Regions from separate parts of the Mus musculus genome. Here region 1 is linked to region 2. A link is a contact called in public promoter capture Hi-C data. All regions are on one chromosome and are shown on one strand. The core of a region is the stretch at or near the end of the contact, and the rest is flanking DNA. Distances in the headings are between cores, read along the strand shown. Region 1 overlaps Cwc27 (CWC27 spliceosome-associated protein). Region 2 overlaps Adamts6 (a disintegrin-like and metallopeptidase (reprolysin type) with thrombospondin type 1 motif, 6).

The links. Promoter capture Hi-C pulls out the DNA fragments that hold promoters and counts their contacts.
Region 1: a contact with region 2 is called in a promoter capture Hi-C map of liver. The contact joins two enhancer-like sites. A contact is called at or near these places in 10 of 39 promoter capture datasets (the 3T3-L1 cell line, 3T3-L1-derived adipocytes, the C10 cell line and 5 more), 4 of 484 Hi-C or Micro-C datasets (embryonic fibroblasts, nephron progenitors and tail fibroblasts) and 1 of 115 datasets of contacts at active chromatin or transcription factors (embryonic fibroblasts).

Annotation. Positions count from the first base shown.
Region 1 is chr13:104,683,196-104,687,619 of GRCm38.p6, forward strand. All of the region lies in intron 11 of Cwc27 (CWC27 spliceosome-associated protein), which reads right to left. Among named protein-coding and RNA genes, the nearest start is that of Cwc27, 130 kb to the right of the region's middle. Within about 2 kb of position 1,661, at least 16 of the 459 cell types and tissues checked have an H3K27ac peak or open chromatin away from gene starts, as enhancers often do.
Region 2 is chr13:104,473,553-104,478,188 of GRCm38.p6, forward strand. It overlaps Adamts6 (a disintegrin-like and metallopeptidase (reprolysin type) with thrombospondin type 1 motif, 6), which reads left to right. Exons shown (of 25, transcript NM_001081020.2): 23 at 3,101-3,277. Among named protein-coding and RNA genes, the nearest start is that of Adamts6, 190 kb to the left of the region's middle. Within about 2 kb of position 2,774, at least 14 of the 459 cell types and tissues checked have an H3K27ac peak or open chromatin away from gene starts, as enhancers often do.

The DNA of each region.
Region 1 (4,424 bases), core at 411-2,910, 210 kb after region 2:
TTTGTTGCTCTTTCAGAAGACTCAACCTCAGTTCCCAGGACCAAAGTTGCACGAAACCACCTGTACTTCAGCTTGAGGGGATCAGTAGCTTACCTCTGGCCTCTGTGCCTGCATGCACACGTGTGCCCACACACACAGGCTAACAATACATTTAAAAAATGTTCTCTAAGTATCTCTTTCCTACCTTCCTTCCTTCCTTTCACTTATTTTCCCATACTGTGTTAGATTTAAAAAAGTTTAAAAAATCCTTTTATCTAAAAATAAAATTTCACCATTTTTTCTCAGGATCATATTACTTTGTTTGGTTTATAATTCAAGTAACAGCTATTGTGTTAATAATGTATAGCCATTACAGGACTTAATTGAGGCTACTACAAAATATACTAAAATACATTTAAATTAATTGAGTTTATAATATATTAAAAAATAGGGAAAGTGGGGTGAGGTGGTGGAGGCTTAGTCAGGAGATGAACTAGCTCAAGGCCAGTCTTGGGTATGTAGGGAGAGCTTGCCTTTGAATTCAAGGGTTGGGAATGATAATTGCCCTGTACACACAGGTCCTGAGTTTAATTCCCCAGTACTGAAGGGAGAACTTAAATCAGTAAGGATGGAGTCTAAATAAAGAATATTAAATTGGGTTTTATTCATTAGTAAATAATAAATTTGCCCTATCTGACAAGTAACCCTTTCCCATATTTCTCCATTCTTCATGATTCCAAGAAAGAACTGTATCATACAAATGATTATTAAGGGCTACTGGGAATTACTGGGAGATATCAATAGCTTTTTAGTAAGGATCCAGCTTTGTACATATCAGCTATGGTTTGTTGCTCCTGTTCAATTCACAGCTTCCTTCACCAAGGCTGACTGATGTTCCCACATGTCCTACAGAGCACAGTGTACTTCTCCAGGTGTGTGACCCACAGCCCTCATAGTCTGATAGCCATTTGACAGTGATTCTGTGTCACCCTCCTATGCTGGATGGGGAAACTACAAATTATATATGTAGCATTGTAGCAAGAATGGAAGAGACAAACCCCAACCAACCCCTGCTCCGACCCCCGCTGCCAAATACCCGAAAAACAAAACCAAACGAACAAAACCCTTAAGTTCAAAATAAAAAGATTTCTGAAGCCAACCAGGTAAACTAAAAATATAGCTATTAAAATTGCCTGCATCTATGATCTCCCAGTAAACTAAAAACTGTAGAATATGTATGATTTTAGCAGTACTTAAAGGAAAGCTCTACTGCTTTTTTTTTTTTTTAATAATGAATGAATGAGATAACATTCTTCAAATACTTGCCAGAGTTTACATTAATCCTTAAAATACTTGCAAGTAAGGCGTGCCAAGACACGCATTATTTTTCCTCTGCGACCGGAGAAACTGAAGGAAGCAGTAAGTTTTCTAAAACTTACAACAACTTCCCCAGCAGCAGCACTTTTAGGACATGAGGTGACTGAGACACAGTGGGCTTTCCCACTTTACCTCCTGCAGCAGAAGGGCTATTCTTATCCCTATTGCACGCCTGAGGAAGCAGGGGTTCAGAGAGGTTAGGTCTCTTGCCTCAGGTTATAGGGCAAGATTACAGATGTGGAGGGCAAGGGTTTGAAACCCCAGCTTTCAGACTTCAAAGCCTGCTGCTTTTCTATCCTGTCACAAAGCAAACTAGTTAGGGTGGGTGGGGGAGGTGGCAGTGTGCACTGGAGGAAGGGAAACAGTGTTAGCTCCTGCCATGAAAGTTCGTACACTGGACAAGGAGTAAGGCATAATCTACCAAGGGAGGCAGAAGAAATAACACAGAAATTTTGAGGAAGCTTTTGGGAAGTTCACTCAGGTGAGTGAGTGGAAGCCAGACAGAGTGAGGCAGCAAAATGACCTTGTAGGAAAAAGACATTTAGCCACAGTAGATGCAAGAGACAGCGGAACCACTCTGTGAGGACAACTCACTGAAAGATGCATTTGAGTAAGACAGGGAACTCATTCTTTGAAAACAAAGACTGGATGAATAGGATGAGGAAGGAGAGGATGAGGAGATGAGACAGAACTGGGACCATGAAAGTGCTCCACTGAGGGACTGAAGCCTGCTAAGAGGTAGGTGGTCACACTTATTATTTGTATGCCAACACTTCACGAGATCATTCTCAAGTCTTCTATAAAACCCCAGAATGCTTTAAAGTCTTCTCATTAATTATATTGCTAGCTTGAGGTAATTGATGGGACTACATTTCCAAGTTTGGTACCCACAATTCTTTTCATCATTAGTCTTAAGAGAGTTCAGAGAAAAAGAGTGGGGGAAGGAAGGGCTAGGAGGAACAAAGGAAAAACAATATAGAGAGCTTTCAAACTTTGGAGTTTACTTCTAACTACTTTAGGTAAAGCTATTTTTCTTCAGTTTTTTTGTTTTGTTTTGTTTTTTCCAGAATACTACAATCTAAATAGGAAACACATCTGACTTTTAAAACAGCATAGTCAGTCATTTCTGGCTCTGTCTTACTGTCTTAGAAGAGGTTATCTGCTTTGACCACGTTTTCTCCCTATCAGTTTACATGCTGGTCTTCCCTTTTCTCCATGGTTAGCGACAGCTCTAACAAATTAAATTAGGAGATGGAGAAAAGGTAGGAGAGACCATCACCAAACTGCTTCTTTTGATAAGTGACTGTCCAAATGGTCTTTCTGGAACCTGGGTTTGGAGGATGGGTGGAACAAATGTCTTTGCTCAGCTTTAGCCTGATCCCATGCATTGCATGCAAGTACTCAGTTTGCTGAGCCCATCATCCAGCAATAGGTCGTGTTGTTTGTGGCTCATTTCATTTTTAAAGGAAACAGTGCTTTGTAGCTTACAGTGGAAAGAGCACTGAGTAAAACTTCTGACTCCCAAATCCACTGAGTAAGTTAGGGTAGGCACTAAGTATCTTTAATGGTTTGGATTCTTCATTTGCTAAGTGGAAACTCTCCTTGGTTAAATTTCTTCTCAGGATTGGTAAGAATGAACTGTAATGAAGCCTGAGGCAGGACAGTGTTTGTGTTATATAAATAAGAAGTATGATGATTTGGCAATGAGTAATAGGTACTGTATTTTACATCTATAAGGAATTTTGTAGTTATAACTCCTTTCGAATAATTAAACCTCACTTAAAGAAGCAGAGAGCAGATGCAATTTTTCATTTTAATACCATACATGTTTGAATAAAATATATTTATGTATATTCAATCCTACTGTCAAGGTACCAATAAGTCTGACAGGGAGAAATGTTAAAAATTCTTTTGAGAAAGGATCAAAACTTAACTTATATTTTCTATACATTTGGATGCTCAGATGCAGAACAGCTTACCATTGGGTTTACCTGTAATTCTGAACTTGCTCAAAGACCAAACAGTATTCACTGGCAGGCTGTCTGGGGGAACAAGCTCTGCCTCTCCTGTTTCTGCTTATAGCTTGCACTTTCACAGACAGTGCCCTGATGAGTGTTGGGTACAACTCTCTGAAATAAAACCTGGGAAGTGGTTGTGCTGGAAAGCATAATGGTGCTCACTGGGAAATCCATCCAGTCAGTAAGCTGGGAACCAGAAAAGTAGATGATGCCTTACCGACCATCCTCTGAGGTCACCAGAACTGACTTTCTTAAGGGAGAGACTGCTTCTTTTTCAGTAATTTATGTTGAGAATAGAGACAGGGCTCAGCTAGTTATCTTCTGCAGTTACAGTCTATCTGAGTAAATGAACGCTCTAAAGCAGGGAAAGTGACGGTGAAAATGCATCTTAGGAAGAGGGATTGCAAGAGAGTGGAAAACTCGGTGAGGTACTAAGAGTATGGAGCACCAGCTCTTTAGGAAACAGCAACAGGGTGGCCTGAGCCCAGCAGTTGGAGGTCAGCCTACACAAAGTGTGAGACTTCATCTAGGGGAAATAAGGGGGCAAGGGAAGGGAAGAGTGGAGAGATATAAACTGATGCTTTTCTGGTCCTGAGCCTTGAAGGGCTGTGCTCATCAAATGACCTTTTAGGCTTGTTTGCTCCAAGTATTTGTTAGGAAATTCTAAAAGCTAGATTGCTGGGCAGGGAGAAGATCAATCAAAATTAAGGATGCACTAAATTTTTTAAAAAAAGAGTCCTTATAGTGGGTAATCTAATAAAAATAAATAAGCAATTTCTCTCCCTTACCCTTCTCTTTCCTCCTCCTCCTCCTTCTCCAATACTACCACCACCACCTCCACCACCAAGCCCTTCTGGAACCTTGGTTCCACCAAGAAAACTTCCTGAAGTTTAAATGAAAGTTCCCTGACTATTCAGGGATGAATAAAACTGCTCCCAGAAAAGATAGGCTATGAAGTAAAAATCCAAGTATCAGATAGGTTCCATCTCTGTAAGTGGTTTCTTAGGGAGGTCTCTGAGTGACCCAAGCAATACAGCTAACATAGGCCAT
Region 2 (4,636 bases), core at 1,524-4,023:
TTGTAGCAGTTATAAAAGGCTTTCCCCACCTTACTACTGCTGTACTTTCCTTTCTTAAGAGGAGCCTGAAATAGGGTCAGAAGCCTTTTTAGCTAGTTGTAATTGAAGCTTAAGGACAAGAGAATTTGAAAAGAAAAGGAAATCTTCTTTATAAAAATATAACTGAACATAAACACAAAATATTGTAACGTATGTGCCAGTGGTTCCTGCAGTTAAAGACAGAAATTGTGAGTTTAAAGTCAGCCTGAACTTCAAATAAGTAAGTTCCAGATCAAACTGGACTACAGAGTGAGTTCCTTCCTCAAATAGGAAGAAAGGGCAAAAGATGGAAAAGAGGGAAAGGAACACAAATCATCCCTGAAAACTAAACCAATAAGAAACCTCTGCCAAGCAGTAAGACCAGTTCGTTTCATCTTGCCGTTGCACATTTGTTCTCAAGTGAAATAACCAAACACAATCACCTTGAAGAAGGAGACCTTTAAATGGCGTTGAGATGGAAGCTTTTCAGTAAATACAAGGTGTCCTTCTGGATTTAATTCACACAGGTTAAACTTAAACTTCTTTTGTAATTGTTATTCTACTTTGCTGGTCTCAGGAGTGATGCTCTCGGGTGGCTTAAGAAGCACAGGGGCATCCCTGGAAGTGCATGTGGCTGCTGAGGACACTGAGTGACACTTCTGACACCCTGTCTAAGACAGCTGAATCACAGCCTAGAAGAAAGAAGTGCTGGGAAGCGGAGTGCTCATGCTGGGCCTCGCCCCGAGATCTCTCCGCAGATGTAGATGACCTAGGAAACCTGTCAGGTGCAGAGCATCGTTTAGGGAGTGCTGGCATTACTGTCTAGTTGAACACCATCTTTACTCCCATTTTTTGTCAAGAGGGAGGAATGGCTGTTGTCTGTCTTGCCTGTCTATTGTGCACAGGTGGGTTTCCCTTTCCTTGCTTTACCAAGAAGCCTAGCTCTTCCCTAAATGGGTTAAGGTAAGGAAGGATAAACTGCACCAAAAGCCAGCACCCTCTGCCTTAGGAAAACAGGATCTCTCCCCATGGGAGAAGGTGGCTCTGGAGAAGAACCAGCCACATTTGAGATCTTTTTAATTCAATCTTTTGAAAACTGCAGCCTAATTTCTTTGGACATACCCTTTGAAGACCCTCATGTTCTTTCTGCTCTGTCCTCTGATTGTCTGATCGGAAGGATGTGCTGGATGGTACACTCTGAATGAACCTGTTCTAAGTGGTAGTCCCTGCCTTTACTATTTTCTTAGAAGAGATTTTTTTTAATCTAAATTTTATTATTACACCTAGGTAATACAGTATGTAAAGACCAGAGTTGACTATAGGGAGTATAGCCTGACTATAGGGATGGAGCGGCTGTGGCTGGCTCTGTAGGCCCAGACCCCGTGCACTCATTGAACAAGAATGTGTGAACACTTCTCAGCTTTTGACTAAGATCAAGTGGGCTAACAATGTGCCGTTCCCTTTTATCCTCTGGGACCCTCATGAAATGCTTTTCCTCTAAAGTTCATAAAATGTATTGTTGTGAGTTAAAGGCAGAAAGCTGAACTATTCGGGAGTAGTAGTAAAATACCATGTGGGAAATAATATTGGCTTGAAATGTAACTCATGGTGATGGAAATGGAGACAAATCGTATCTGAAAAGAGTTGGATGAATGAGAGCTGGTGGTTTATATGGGAAGAGTGCGGCAGTAGTGAGGCTATGTTTGTTGATTTGGCTGTGAACATGAGTAATACATCAAGATTTTTGTTTCTGATTTTTAACTCCTACCTTTGCCTCCACTGAAGTGATCTTAGAAGAATTATGTGTTGTCTTCCTTAAAAATACATGTTAATGAATCTTTCTTTAAGTTGGAGGAAATATTTTCCATTACTGGATTCATTGTGATAAAGAGACTACATAGAACCTTTGACTTTATTTATCTGGAAAAAAAAAACAATATTTTTCTCCCTTTCTATGCCAATATGCCAAACTCAAAGACTATGGCTGATAAAACCAGTCAAAAGCCGATGTTGAGAAAGCACACAAGAATTTAATTTCTATGCTCACTCTCATAATATGTGGTATAGTCTTTGTTCCCATGCCTGTCTCCTAAATAAGAATACAGGCATGTTGAGTATAGAGACTCTCATTTTCTTTCATGCCCCACCCCTCAAGTTCATGTAATTCCTCTGGACCAGTGGTTCTCAACCTTCTTAGCACTGTGATTCTTTAATACAGTTCTTCATGCTGTGGTGACTTCCAACTGTCAGTTATCTTTATTGATGCTTCATAACTATAATTTTGCTACTGTTAAGAATTGTGAACTTGTTTAGAGATAGAAGTTTGCCAAAGGGGTTGCAACCCACAGGTTGAGAACCACTGCTATAGAAGATCAGTAAATATGTCTGAATGAAAGGTTCAAATCACATCTTGCACATGTGTATAAGACCCTTCATTGACTGAGAGGAAAAGAGATTTGGAAAAAAGGTTCTGAAAACTGTAGAACTTTAGTCAGCCACTGCATTTAGAGACATGTAAAGGAAAGGATTTGTGACATAGGAAGAAGTGTGGTTTTCTCCATTTGAAGAGCAGACACTGAATTCTTAATGTTTGTGACTTATGAACATGAGGAAGGCCAGAGGTATTTATGCAACAACCCTTTCCTGCGGGCATATATTCTTGATACTGTGAAAATAGTTGACCTACTCCACTGCCAACTTGCTCTACAAAGACTCGTTCCTGTGGTTCACTAATAATATAAAAGTTCCCTTTCAAAGACAACACCCAGTAAGCTTCCACATTCCAGAACTTAGCAGAATCTTATCACAGCTGAAGGAGGCCAAGAATAGGAAAGAATAGAAGAATAAGCCCAGCCCTAATAAAAGAATAAAACGTTAGCCAAGAAAAGCAAACATTGATTTGAGCTCTTAAAGACCTTAGGGAAAAGATACACGTGCTTCCCTTTACTGACTGTGGAAGGAGCTTCAGAACTGAGTGTTTCCCTAAGTAGATATTTTATACATATGCACATTTACTTCAAGACTTCCTTCACACTTTCCTGTATTTAAATTGTTGTTAATTAATATCTGTTTTTATTTCCAGTGTACTCCTAAATGTGGTTCAGGATTCAAGCATCGGATTGTTCTGTGCAAGAGCAGTGACCTTTCTAAAACATTCCCAGCTGCACAATGTCCAGAGGAGAGCAAGCCTCCTGCTCGCATCCGCTGCAGTCTGGGCCGCTGCCCTCCTCCCCGCTGGGTGACAGGAGACTGGGGCCAGGTAAGGCAGCCAGATGTGGGCTCCTTTGAGATACAAACCTAAGTTTTTTGATTCGATCATTGTGAAGGCTTAAGAGTAAGAATTAACTCATAGAAGTCCTAAGTATGAGATCTACCTATGAGACTACATAAGCCGTTGAGACCAGCTGTGGACACATCCCCACTTAGCCACATTTCTCCACATCTGTAATTATTCTACTCTATTTCTAGCATTATTATTGTTCCTGTTACTATTTGGGAGTTTATTATAAAGGGCCCAAACTTTGTGTATGCCATACTGGCTTCAAACTCACAATCCTCCTGTTGCAAACAGGGATCCTGTTACTAACAGGGGTTATAGGTATGCATTACCCCATGAATCCCAAGTTCAAACCCCATGAATCCCAAGTTCACCTGTTCTTTCGATCCTAGCATTTCAAGTTCAATGTCAAGTAGACTCAATAAGTAGAATGTAAAGAAGCCACAGCACTGGAACCCTAGTTCTCAACTGATTTAGTAATAAATCAGTTAATACCAACGTCTTAGCTTTAGCTTCTCCACTCATAAAGCATAGAATTCCTCCTAGCCTTACAGTGAAGCTTTTGGGGACTTAATTCAAATACCCATGGGATCGATAAGATGAAAAATGAATAATACTTATACTTCAAAGTACTTTTCTCTGATGTATATTGTGAATTAGGAAATAATACATAGGCCTATTGACATGTGTCTTATATATATCAAACTATTTTATGCTTCAATTTGCATTTGTCTTTTTTAATAATAAAAAATCACTTATTTGTTGTAAGTTCTGGTGTTGCTGGGAGTCAAATGCAGGCCATCACTTTGGTGGGGCCCGCCTTACCCACTGAGACGTTTTGCTGCTCCGCTTCCTATTTTCATTCTTTCCTTCATTCCTTATATATGTAGCTAATTTGTGCCATCTTGCTACCGGCCATGTTCAATTATATTTAAAAAGTCACAAAAATAACTATAATGCCTATATTAATTAACAAAATTTAGCCATTATACAATCTACACACACACAAATATATTCATATTTCAAAATGTCAGACCATTCATGATAAATGAGTACAATTCTATCAAGTAAAAAACTTCTACCAAGTTTATTTAAAGAACACCAAATTGGTATATTTTATGTAGTAAGGAAATTATTCATTGTTCTTCTAAATATCAAAGAGGAAATCTGTTAAGCCACATTAAAAAAAATAGTATGCAGCTCTGCGTGGCCACTCATATCCATAGTGTCAGCATTTGGGAGACTAAGGCAGGAGACTCTTGAGATCAAGGCCATCCTGTACTATATACTGTGACTCTCTTTAGTAAGAATAATATCACAGAAAGTAAATTGCTAATGGCT